Regions from separate parts of the Mus musculus genome. Here region 1 is linked to region 2. Evidence: chromatin contacts called from public Hi-C data. All regions are on one chromosome and are shown on one strand. Each heading gives the region's core, a stretch centred on a gene start, on an enhancer-like site or on the middle of the called end of the contact. The rest is flanking DNA. Distances are from core to core; before and after follow the strand shown.

What was found. A called contact is a pair of places that touch in the nucleus more often than the background predicts.
Region 1: a Hi-C map of muscle stem cells shows a contact between it and region 2, with 2.2 times the contacts expected there. The contact joins two enhancer-like sites. A contact is called at or near these places in 9 of 39 promoter capture datasets (the 3T3-L1 cell line, the C10 cell line, embryonic stem cells and 2 more), 2 of 15 datasets of contacts at CTCF or cohesin (embryonic stem cells and large pre-B cells), 33 of 484 Hi-C or Micro-C datasets (the 3T3-L1 cell line, the AML12 cell line, the G1E-ER4 cell line and 19 more), 8 of 115 datasets of contacts at active chromatin or transcription factors (embryonic forebrain, embryonic hindbrain, embryonic stem cells and 5 more) and 1 of 9 other capture datasets (embryonic stem cells).

The regions. Positions count from the first base shown.
Region 1 is chr1:86,965,898-86,972,111 of GRCm38.p6, reverse strand. All of the region lies in intron 11 of Dis3l2 (DIS3 like 3'-5' exoribonuclease 2), which reads right to left. Among named protein-coding and RNA genes, the nearest start is that of Gm41909, 41 kb to the right of the region's middle. Within about 2 kb of position 3,676, at least 5 of the 459 cell types and tissues checked have an H3K27ac peak or open chromatin away from gene starts, as enhancers often do. A contact at or near this core is called in muscle stem cells, where this site is marked.
Region 2 is chr1:86,653,361-86,659,906 of GRCm38.p6, reverse strand. No RefSeq gene overlaps it. Among named protein-coding and RNA genes, the nearest start is that of Nppc, 14 kb to the left of the region's middle. Within about 2 kb of position 3,821, at least 3 of the 459 cell types and tissues checked have an H3K27ac peak or open chromatin away from gene starts, as enhancers often do. A contact at or near this core is called in muscle stem cells, where this site is marked.

The sequences.
Region 1 (6,214 bases), core at 2,427-4,926, 310 kb before region 2:
AAGAAATAGCTGTCACTGAATATTATTTATAATACCAGAAAAAAATTAGTATCTCTCCTTGTTTTCCCCACCAAGATACTTTGCCTTCTCTCCCTCCTGCCTTCAAATCTATTCCTTCTCCCATATTTTTCTTGATTATAATATTACCACCTACACTCTTTCCCAAATTGAAATAGCATTATAAACCATTTCTTTCCTATACTTACTGTGGCCTAACTTGACATATACTGTTGAACCCTGTACTGGGTTCAATTTACTGGGAAGGGAGGGCTGTTACACTGAATTTATGTAAATTTAGTAAATTTCTTTATTAGTAAAATCAAAACCAATCCCCATGGTTTCTCTCACTTTGTGAAGTTTCTGTAATGTGCTGTTTCCATAGAAAGCATGTGCTTGATGTAGAAGAAGAAATTGAAGATGCATGGCTGGTATTGGTAACAGAAATTAATAGGTGTTTGGCAGTATTCTAGAAGTTTTACACCCAGTGATTACTTGAAAACTTTGGTAACAGCTTCTATATGAAAGTGTTATTGAAGTTTTCTCTTTTTCTTCTTTTCTTTTTTCAATTTTTTATTAGGTATTTTCTTCATTTACATTTCTAATGCTATCCAGAAAGTCCCCTATACCCTCCCCTCACCCTGCTCCCCTGCCTACCCACTCCCCCTTCTTGGCCCTGGTGTTCCCCTGTACTGGGGCATATAAAGTTTGCAAGACCAAGGGGCCTCTCTTCCCAATGATGGCCAACTAGGCCATCTTCTGCTACATATGCAGCTGGAGACACGAGCTCTGGGGGTACTGGTTAGTTCATATTGTTGTTCCACCTATAGGGTGTTTTCTCTTGTCTGTTTCTTTTTTTTTTTTTTTTTTAATACCGTCAGCTCAAAGGACGCAAACACTTTGATATTTTGGTTTTTGTTTGTTTGCTTTGAGACAGGGTCTTGTGTTGCTTAGGCTTGCCTCAAAGGATGGCTTTGCTGAAGATGACTCTGCACTTGTGATTCCCCACCTCCTGAGTGCTGGGATTACAGGTGTGCACAACCATACCTGGTTTATGCTGCGCTGGGGGTTTAACCCAGGGCTTTGTGCATGCTAGGCCAGCTGTAGCCTCAGCACCCCATTAGCTTTAGTAATAAGTTAAAATGTGTTCTAATATGTTACATTTTCTTGTATGTCCATTGTTTTATAAAGCATTGTAGCTGGGCGTGGTGGCGCACGCCTTTAATCCTAGCACTAGGGAGGCAGAGGCAGGTGGATTTCTGAGTTTGAGGCCAGCCTGGTCTACAGAGTGAGTTCTAGGACAGCCAGGGCTATACTGAGAAACTCTGTCTCGAAAAAACCAAAAAAACAAACAAACAAACAAAAACCCCCCAAAAAACAAACAAAACAAACAAAACAAAAAAACTGCGTCTTCATCTACACCAACACACTATAGAGTTTTTGTGTCATATACACTGTTTTGTGACAAAGTTACAAAGTTAAAATTTTTTATATAATTTCAGCCTTTTAACTATGCTGTGAACCGAATTGTACCTCCCCATTGATATACTGAAGCTGTAGTCTCCAGTTTAACAGTATTTGAAGACAGGGTTATTAAGTGATTACAAAGGTTAAATGAAGTCATAAGGGTGGGACCTAGTTACACAAAACTGATTTTAAGGATGAGAGGACAAAAAAACACACAGTCCCTCTCTCCATGGAGGTGCAGAGGTAAGGCCATATGAGGACACAGCCACATATGAGAGAGGTAGGTTTTCACCAGGAATCACACTGGCTAGCACCTGAAGCTGGGAACAACTATATAGGTCTGTTGGTGAAGTCACCCAGTCTGTGGTGCACTATCATTGAGGCTGAGCAAAACCCACACGTTTTCTGGGTTTCATTGCCAGATGACGACACCAGATGTTCTGTGGCAACTGGCTGCAACAATTAGTCCAGAGCTCAATATTTATTTTTGTTGTTGCTTTTAATTGGACAGTGTTCAAGGAAGTATCATACTTTCAGTTATAAGACTTTTAGTCACAACATGACTTTGGTCATCATGCTTTAGTGTTTGTCAAAAGAAAGTCATTGTATCTTGGGCCTAGACTGGACCCCGAGACAGAAAACACTGATGGAAAAAACAGGTGAAGTCCAAATAAAGGTGGAAATGCAGTTAATAGCAGTGTCCCAAAGGCATCTCTTAAGTTATGCATTTATAAACTATGTTATACATAATATAATTTTATGTTTTTTATACATAGTAATCTTGATCTATTTTCATAAACAAGAAAGGGCTAAAATTTTATGTATAGAATGAAAAGGGGGGTAGAGCTCAGGTCTTAAGATCATCAAGCAGCTGAGGGCAGTACAGAGGAGGTAGCAGCAGGTGGAAATCAGAAAGGCTTTGGACAGCGACCTCGAGTCAGACTCTGAGCCCAGCACTTCTTGATAACCCAACATGCTAGAACGATTCTGAACATGGGTTTTATTCAAAGCGAAATTGCTCTGAAATGCGCATTAACAATCAGCTGAAGGTGTCCAAGCCCTGTGCCACTTGGCTCAGCCCGCATTCAGCCCTGTGCAGGGCACACACAGCTCGAGCCCATGGGCCCACCCGCTGCGAGCCCTTCACCTGCCTGCCTGCTCGCTGCTCCAGCTTCTGCACATGGTGTTCCCATTTTCTGGAACACCTTTCTGGACACCTTGCTTCAGGCAAACTTTGGCTATCTTTCTACACTCAGATCCTTGCCATTTCCATGCTTCTCCAGACTCCCCCAGGCAGAGAATGTACTGTTCTATAACTTCCCCTGATCTTTCACAGAGGCTGTGGGACAGTCCCAAAGAATTAGCTACTTACTCCACCCTCCGAGCTCTTCTACAGCACTTGGAAAGGTCCTGACCACCCTGTATCCTGATCCCTTGTTAGGTGCCCCCAGGATATGGAACCCCCAAGAACAAAGGCAAGTCAGTCTGGCTTTGTCCTTCTATCTACTCCACACAGCAGGCAGGCACTATTAGTGCACAGATGGATGGCTTTTGGTATAAGATAAATATCCTGCTGTTTTCTATGTGCTCTCTCTCTCTCTCTCTCTCTCTCTCTCTCTCTCTCTCTCTCTCCCTGTCTGTCTGTCTGTCTGTCTGTCTGTCTGTCACACACATTCGTGCAATAACAAAACAAAAACAAACAAATAAAAAAACCAAATCCCAACAGTTTATGAAATCCTTGCTGACAGATATTCTATAGTAGCATCTTTCTCAAAAAAATGCCCATAGCAATTAGTACTTTCAGTAGAAAGGAAAGATTTTCTTGGCAACCCTCTGGAAAAAAAAAATCCACTAGTATACCCTGTAGCTGTCCTGGTTATCAAAACTGTTTTGCTCCTCCCACTGGTCAGATGCCAAAGACCTCAAGTTTCATGAAGAAGCTGTGGCAGCAGAAATGCATTTAATTTTTAAGGGACAGTCCTTTTAATACACTTTCTACTAGATTCTGGGTAAGGAATCAGATGGAATTCAGAGGAAACAGTGCATGTTCATCCAGTTTTGTAAATAGGTGGTTAGGCCTCTGCCTTTCAAAGGAGAAGAAATTAAGAGGTTACGATCACATTTGTGGTTTGGCACATCACAGCCTCTCATAAATCCACTGGTCCTCCAGGGGTCACTGTGCATGCGTTCCTGTTCAACCCGGAGTGCAGCAGGCTTTCCTGTGGCAGAGGACTGGCAAGGTGGGGCTATTCTCTTTAAAGCCACTTTTTCAAAACTCTACCCAGGCAGATGAGGAGGAAGAAAGATGCCCTGCCTGACTCCATGCAGCACATTGGCCGTGTGAGGCTCGTCACACTCTCTGGAGAGATTCTGGGCCGGACTGAGGTGCAGAGTACCAAGATAACCAGGAAGGATCTCTGTGTAGAGAAAGTCCTGCTGCCGAAAGCATAGGGCCAGTGCCTATGCTTCCGTGGGGCTTGGTAGTTTTCTCTTGGCCCTGCCTGTATCCCTCCCTGTTTATTATGGACTTTCACCACAGTTCCCCAGCTGCCCAACTCCACTGTCCTAACTGCAAGTCATGTAACCAATCTCACAGTGTGCCTTCTTTGTTCTTGGGACCCTACTGGCTAAACACTGAAGGTGGCAGGAAAACATGCTGGGCTATATAGGGATGCATCAACAAACAGTCTCAGCTCCTGCCATGCCTTGATAGCATCTTCCCCCAGGCTTCACACGCATTACTTCTCTCCTCCAATTCTTCTACCTTCTCATTCTTTCTCAGCAGAAAACTCAACTCTTGTACACAGAGAAGGTAGACTTAAGCCTTTTCTAGCACTCTCCATCAACTACTCTCTTGAGCCATTTTCCCTAGCTTTTCAGGGATGCCCTGGTCCTGTTATCTCATGGCAAGTGTCTCCTGCCTTCAGCCTGGAGCTCTAGCTAGTGATCTCCCTGCTCATCTGGTTCGATTCCCCAAGTGCAAAGGTGGAGCTTCCCTTAACTCCAGACTATATTCCTCTGCCAGTCACACTCCAGTTGCTCCACTTGAAGCTTCTCAGAATGGTTTATACTTCTCAGCTTTCATTTTTTTCTCTTAATTATCAAAGTTACACACTCCTTGTAAAATTCCTTGTAGGAATTTTAGATTCTATAAACCAAGACTTGAAAGCACAAACACCATGGGATCCCGGTTCTTAGAATGTTAGCATGATGGCATGAAATCCATGCGTTTCATTTGTGTACATATGACCATATGGAAAGTAATATATATTATATAATCTATAACCACATGTTGTTTTTAAAATACAGAACCAGTGAACACTCAAGACTGGCCTTTCCTGTACTCCCTTCTTGGTTGGCCCTTACCTTCTGTCCTCTGTTCTTCTTCCTGCCTCCTTCTCCTTGGTTTCTGTCCTCTGCATTCTGAGCCCTGCCTCTTCTTGGAATCTAGACTCTTCTGTTCTGATACCTGAATCTGAACATCATGAATTCTTTAAACACAGCATGAGAATAGAGAGCCTGGTGTTTTCTTCCCTTTGTGTGTTTCCACCCTCCCTGTACTGATGTTTCTATAAGAACAGTACCTTATCCTCCATCAAATGAACAAATAAGCAACAAAACTTCCCCAAATCACTTAAGAAACAAGACACTGCCATTTCTACTTCCCCATCCCCTCTCACCTCCTGAACTATTGGTTACCTTGTGACAGCAACAGTCCTGGCCTATAACACCCAATCTGCCTGTGCTTAAGGTCTGGCATTCTAAACCTCGATCAAGTGATTTTCTTTGTCTCCATTTACAGTGTTCAAATGTGGACACTGGTTTTCCCTTTTTGGATATAGTCTATAGTTTCCTATACCAGTGGCAAAGCTCTTCATGGAATCATTGTTGGTAGAACTTCTGTTATAATTTAGAGATGATTTGAATGTTCTCTCATCAAGGGTTTGTGTAATCAGAGACTGTTTCTCAGTAGAGCAGTGTTGACAGATAGTAGGAACTTTGACAGGTGAGGCTAATACTGGCTCCTCCTTTCATCCTAGCCGTCTGACATGCCATATGATGTTTTCTTTTTATACAGTCATTGCCATACTATCTGCCTTGAAGAGATGAAAAGGGCCCTCACTAGAGGTGGCCTTATGTCATTTGGACTTCCAGTCTTCAAAGTTCAGCATGCACCTTTAATCTTATCCTTGTGTGATAGAGGAAAGGAGATCAAGGGTTCAAGGCCACCCTCAGCTACATGAAGAGTTTAAGGTCAGCCTGGGCTACATGAAGAGTTTAAAGTCGGCCTGGGCTACATGACATTTCGTCTCAAAACTAAAACAAACAACAATAGCAGCAACAACATAAAAGCAAACCAAATCAACCAATCAAACAACTATCAAACAAAGAGTCAAGATACAAAATTGAACTTAATAAACCTCATACCTAGCTTTAGATATTTCATGAAAATAATGGAAAACCAGGAAAATAAAGTTTGCCTCAGTAATTTTTATTTTTTAAAATATGGACGCTCTTCAACTTTGCATATAAGCCTTTCTCAAGGGCAGTATTAATCCTAATTTTAATATGCATCCTAATTTTAATATGTGTGTTGCTGAGGCGAATAACACCTTCCTTTACTCCAGACTTCAGTATATTCTTTGCTTTTAGAGTTTGTGTGTGTGTGTGCGCCTGCATGATGTATGTGGTTATCTATAGCTGTGTGTACCTGAACACGAGCAGAGACCAGAAGGTATCAGATCCTCCA
Region 2 (6,546 bases), core at 2,572-5,071:
ACCACAGAGAGAATCTCCCTGTGCTGAGCCTCTCGTGCCCGAGACCTAACCCTAACTCCAATTCAATTCTTTTCCTGATACTGACATTATCAGATCTATTTTATCTTATAATTTTTGAGAGAAGATCTCCCTATGTTATCTTCACTAGCCTGGCACTGGACATGTAGACCAGGCTGGCCTTGAATTCATAGCGACCTACCTGCCCCTGCCTCCCAAGGGCTGGGGTTACCCAGCTACTTTATCTTACCTTGCTTCATTGTGTCAGGGTCTTAGGTGGTGGAAGGGTTGGTTTAGGGGATTGTTTTGAGCCAGGGTCTCATGTAGCCCAGGTTGGCTCAAACTCACTGACACTGAAGCTGCCCTTGAACTCCCTGGTCTTCCTGCCTCCACTTTCCCAAGTGCTAGGATCACATGTGTGCATCACACTCCCTGTCTTATTTTTATTTGTGAGTGATAGTTTTATGCAAGCTTTAATTCTTTCCCTCTTTGTGTGTGCCTTTTTAATGTAAGTATATATATAAAACATATTAGATCAAAATACATAGAAGTGGAGCGACCATCTTCTGGTGAGGAGGCCTGATTGTTCGATTAATCGCTTAAGCTGACTTTCTCATTTGACTTGCAGAATCTGCTTTTCAAGCCTCCTTGTTTTCCTTCCTTTCTTACTGAACTCTCCCCCAGGGCTGCCGCTCCACTTTCATCTTCTGCAGGGGCTTGCAGGCAGACGTCCTATTCTTAGTTGTCAGTGGCTCTGTAATGTTTTTGATGAGACTTATTAAATCCATATTTATATTATTATCAAAGTCAAGATCACAGACAGTAACTTCAGGCTCCTTCAGAAAGGAAACAATAAAGTTAGCCCCTCTGCCTTTTCCTGTGCCTTCTCCCTTTAGCCCCCTCTGCCTTCTCCTGTGCCTTCTCCCTTTAGCCCCCTCTGCCTTCTCCTGTGCCTTCTCCCTTTAGCCCCCTCTGCCTTCTCCTGTGCCTTCTCCCTTTAGCCCCCTCTGCCTTCTCCTGTGTCTTCTCCCTTTAGCTCCCTCTGCCTTCTCCTGTGTCTTCTCCCTTTAGCCCCCTCTGCCTTCTCCTGTGTCTTCTCCCTTTAGCCCCCTCTGCCTTCTCCTGTGTCTTCTCCCTTTGGGGGTAGGACCCGCTCCCTAACGAGACTGGCTAGGTCCACCAAGACTTCTCTTGGTGTCTTTCAGCATTCTTCTTGGCTTCCCACTTATATCAAGTGTTCAAATATCCTTCCCATTTGTAGACATCACCTGTCTACTCTAGACCTGACTCCTTAACTGCTGCTATACTTTTCCATGACAGCCAAGCCCAGAACACACACACATGCATACACACGCAAACACACACAAGCACACAAAACACACACTCACACCCACTCTCTCCCTCTGTGTGTGTTTGCACAATTGAATATCTTAATCCATTTTTGCTCTAACAACATATACAAAACCACATACATCATAAAGAATAAGCTCTGTTAAGCTCAAAGTTCAGGATGCTGGAAAAATCCAAGAACATTGCTTGGCACCTGCTTGGCACCTAGTGATGATCTTTGGGCTGCATTTACAACCTAGCAGAGGACTTCCCAAGGTGAAACAGAGCAATTGTGTTAGAGAGAGAGCCTTTTTTATTGCAACCTCCTCCAATAACCCACTAAAGGGCAGGAGAGATGGCTCAGGGGTTAAGAGCACTTGCTGCTCTTGCCGAGGACCTGGGTTTAGTTTCCAGCATGGTGGCCAAAAAAGCCGGTCCACTCTTGATGTGCACCATGGGTCATGATGTCTCAACCACCTGCAACTCCAGTTCCAAGGAACCCAACACCCACTTCGGCCCTCAATGCCACAAGGTACGCATATGGTATACATGCATACATACAAGCAAACACTCATACTTATAAAATTTAAAAAGAAACAAGTCCTTTTTAAAAATGACCCATTCACCCATAAAGTTATGTGTGGATTCATGAAGGCGAGGTTTATCTGACCCAGCTCCACCCCAAAAGTCCTACCTCTCAACTCTGCTGCATCAAGGACATTATTTCCAACACAGGAAACTTGGGGGACACATTCAGACTGCAGCAGTGCGGGTGATTCATGTAGTCCCAGTCAGCATAGAGTACAATTCCTGTGTGGCATAAACTGGTCCATACTGCATTCCTGAGAGGAATACTTAGTGACTTTAGATTGTTCCTCTGGCCATAGAACCAAATTGAAATATTCACTGCCCTCATCACATCTGCTGAGGGGCCCTGGACATGTGAGCAGGACATGAATAAGGTTCCCAGGTGTCCTGTCTTCCTCTTGTTTTGTTTTTTCCAGACAGGGTTTCTCTGTGTAGCCCTGGCTGTCCTGGAACTCACTTTGTAGACCAGGCTGGCCTCAAACTCAGAAATCCTCCTGCCTCTGCCTCTCAAGTGCTAGGATTAAAGGCGTGAGCCACCAGGTGTCCTGTCTTAACAGAGTCCAGAAGAGCTGGTCCACACTTGATGGGCACCATGGGTCATGATGTCTCTGAAAAAGGATCAAGGACCCCTCTTGAGACTAATTTATCGCCTTGACCTGTAGGATCCAAGCTGGTCTGAACTCTGTACATGAGCCAAGAGAGTGTTGGCAGGCACACAGCGGCAGTGGACCTGGACTCACGCCAACAGAGCCTCTGAACAAGTACTTCAGCAGGAGAGAATGTGGGGGCTCTTTTGTGTGACTTTAGACAATGATGCCTAAATTCTGGGTTCATGTCCCCAGCAGTAAACAAATATAGTCGCTCATTTATACACTTGTATTTATAGTAAAGTACTTCCATAATATTAAAGTTATAAAACACACATATGCATTTAAGTCAGTCATACATCCAGACCTACATGCATGCTTCCTCCGAGACCCAGAGATTGTCTTGTAGATGTCACATGCCACATGTGTGACACACAAGGACCTCGCAAAACGATTAGTTGCTTTCCTCATCACAGTGACCAAATATATGACATAAATGTCAGAAGCAACTGGAAGAAGGGATTGCCCTGGCTCGCAGTTTTGGGGACACAGTCAGTCCATCACAGCAGGAACATGGCAGCAGGAGCACACTCTTGCTGTCTCATATCTCAGTGGGCCAAGAAGCAGAGAGCTCTGATAGAAGTGGAGAGGCATGTGACCCTTCCTCCCGCCTACTGGTGACTTACTTCCTGCAGCTAGACTTCCTCCTGAGAGAGCAGCACCAGCTGGGTACCAAGGATTCAAACAAATGAACTATTTCAGACTCAAAGCATAGCAATGTCCTTCCGCAAATCTCCTGTCAGGGCTGGCATCAGCCTCTCGGCTAGAACAGCAGTGACAAATGGAAGGATGTTTGCCAACTGTGACGACTATAACCTCAGGAGCACACACTTAGGGCAACTACAACTTTTTAAATTCCTGTATGGTTAAATTCCTGTATGTTTCCGGTAGGATCTATAACAGGAACGCACACATATAAACATCCACAGCAGCATCACTCATAAATAACTTAGAAAAAAAAAAAAAACCTGAGCAACCATTGCCTGGAGAGCAGATAAATAAAATGTGTTGCATCCATACAAAGGAACAATTATTTGCAATGAAAGAAACTAAAGAAGTGGTTTTTAAAAAAGAAATGGTTTGTGCTGTAGTATAGATAAGCCTTGAGGACAACAGGATAAGTGAAAGGAGGTAGAATAAAACTCTGTATAGTCGACAACTCTATTTGCATAAAAGGCAGAATGGGCAAAGCTGTACAGGGCACAGCAGCAGCTGGACAGGCTGGCATGCAGCATGGTAAGCAGGAGGCTGAGGACGGAACCAGAGTGTCTTTGGTGGGGGAAATGGAAGATGACCTCAGTGTGGCTGTGGTGATGTGTATGATGCCAAGACAATGCTGTAAACAGTTCACTGAATGTGGATACTGTAAGTGGGGAAACCACACAAAGTCACATATCCAGCCCTGGTCTGCATTGTGTTTCATCTTGTCCACAAGTGGGAATTCCCAGAGCTGCAGAGTGGACCACACCTCGAAGGGCAGTTCCTAGCATCTCCCAGAGGCCAGGAGACACCCTCTGAGAGATGGTGCGGTGGTGGTGCTCCCTGGATAGCGACCGGTGGTGCTCCCTTGACAGCAACCTAAGAGCATTGAAGGCTATAGTACTGCAGCTTTATTGACCAGACTAATCAGCAAGAACACATCAGTGGAACCTGTCCAGCCCCAGTGGGGTCCAGCTGCCTAGAGCCGGGTGTGGGGACCTCATCGTTCCCCCTTGAGTGCCCCGAGAACCTAGCCTTATCCCTGCTCCAGGCCCTCGCTCAAGTGAAGGACTGCAGGGGTGAGTTCCCACAGCACCAGGACATGAACGTTCTACCTCACCATTACCCATCCTTCCTAACTTCAAGCAAATGCTAAAACAGTGACACGCAAGTCACACACACACACACACACACACACACACACTCACACACTCACAGCATCATCTTGTCACCCAGGAAATCCCAGAAGCACTACACCTCTAGACAACACCAACCCACACCACACACTCTCCTTTCCCTCCAAACTAACAGGCAGTTGAGAGCTCACCAGCTTCTCAAGGGTGACTGGCCACTATCTGCAGTGTGCTTCAGGGACGGTACTCTGTGGTGGAGCCATCTGCAGCTTTCTTGGTACCCAAGGCTAGAGCTGGGATGGCTCTGGTCTCAAATGGCCAAGACAGGACTGTTGGGCCAAGTCCATGGTCTCTATAAACACCTCTCCTGGTTCTGTTCCCAGCCTCTGGACATTCAGCCCCCAAGTCAGACCCCTATAGCGGGAGGTTGGGGGGCGGCACACTGCCCAGCTATTCCTCCTTCCTCTTCACGTCCTTATCTCTGTCCTTTGAAGGGTCCTCACACCCCACCCAACATTCCCCCATAATTCTTCCTACTTCTATCAAGAAACAAAGGTCTCGGGGCTGGTGAGATGGCTCAGTGGGTAAGAGCACCCGACTGCTCTTCCGAAGGTCCAGAGTTCAAATCCCAGCAACCACATGGTGGCTCACAACCATCCGTAACAAGATCTGACTCCCTCTTCTGGTGTGTCTGAAGACAGCTACAGTGTACTTACATATAATAATAAATAAATCTTTAAAAAAAAAAAAAAAGAAAAGAAACAAAGGTCTCTGGCTTACCAATGCCTACAACCAGATGACTGGAAGAACAGTTGTCTCCCAGGTATTCTAGATATTCTAGTTATTTCCAAAATGTCTCAAATTCCTCATGGAGTTTGAAAGGCTAGGCTCTTTCTCATTTTCATCTTCCTGACTCAGTGGACATCTATTAAAGCCAAGGACAGGTCAAAGGCTCCTGACCTGTCCCTTCTGATGAGAACAGGACCAGCTACTTCACACTGGAGTCAGAGTCCTGGAGTGACTACAGCAGAGGCTGACAGAAGGGACAAAAAGCCACATTCTCTTACCAGCAACTGAATCCAAAGTGACTAGGTCCCTAGAGATGGCCTCAGCAACAAGAACTGTCAGGGTATCAGGTGAGGAGGTTTATGTATAAAGAAAGAGGCTGCAGCTGGGTAGAGCGGTGCATAGTTGTAATTTCAGCACTGGTGAAGCTAAGGCAGGAGGATTTCTGTGAGTTTGAGGCCAGCCTGAGCTACATAGTAAGTCTTTTTTTTTTTTTTTTCAGGAAAAAGAAAAGGAGAGGCAAGAGCTGGGAACGAAGGGCCGCTCTGGCTTCCTCTGTGTGTGCTCCTTCCTGTGCAGAAACAACAGAAGTGCCCCCTCACCCCCTGCCATTGTCTGTACCAAGGTTTTAAGGCTCCTCTATGTCCCCTGGGCTGACCGCCCTGCTGTGTGGCATTCTCTGCCTCCCAGCCATGCTGCTGCTCTGTCCCTTTCCTGTGATGAGACTGTCTCTGACCTTTTGCTCTCAAGACCAACACTTGGGGACTGCACAGTGGAGCATATACCCCACATGTGAGCTGCAGCTTCTTATCCATCGTGGGACAGGATGGCCCGTCGGTCAGAGGGCTGCAGGGGGAGCAGCCACCCTAACGGGTCTTCTCAGTTGGCACAGTCAGTAAGCAAAGTGTGCTGAGGTCAGGAGTATGAAGCTCTGCTCTCTCACAGATTACAAGCCCTGGGTGTCCTGCATCTGAGTCTACAGAAGAAAACCTGAAGCCATCTCCTCTACTCGCTCCCTCCGTCTAATGCGAACCGTCAGTGCTGTCCACCCTGCCTCCCAAGGCATGCCAGGCCTGAGCAGAGCTTGGCCTTCCTCTGCTCGGGCCTAGTCCATCTGTTTCCCAGCAACAGCAACCTGGTGCTTCTCCTTTCTTCCAGTGTTGCTCCCCATAGGTGTGACCCCTCTGACCTACCGTGACCCCTCTCACCTAGGGCCTTTGCATTTGTCTGTGGATTCCCTGCCTGGGCAGCTGTTTCCTCGGAGACAGTCACTTACTGCTATCTTGGAGATGATTCAAGAGTATCCCCAAGGGCAAATATCCTGGGAGGGTCCCCTGTGTGACAGAGTAGGAGGTGGTGGAACCTGC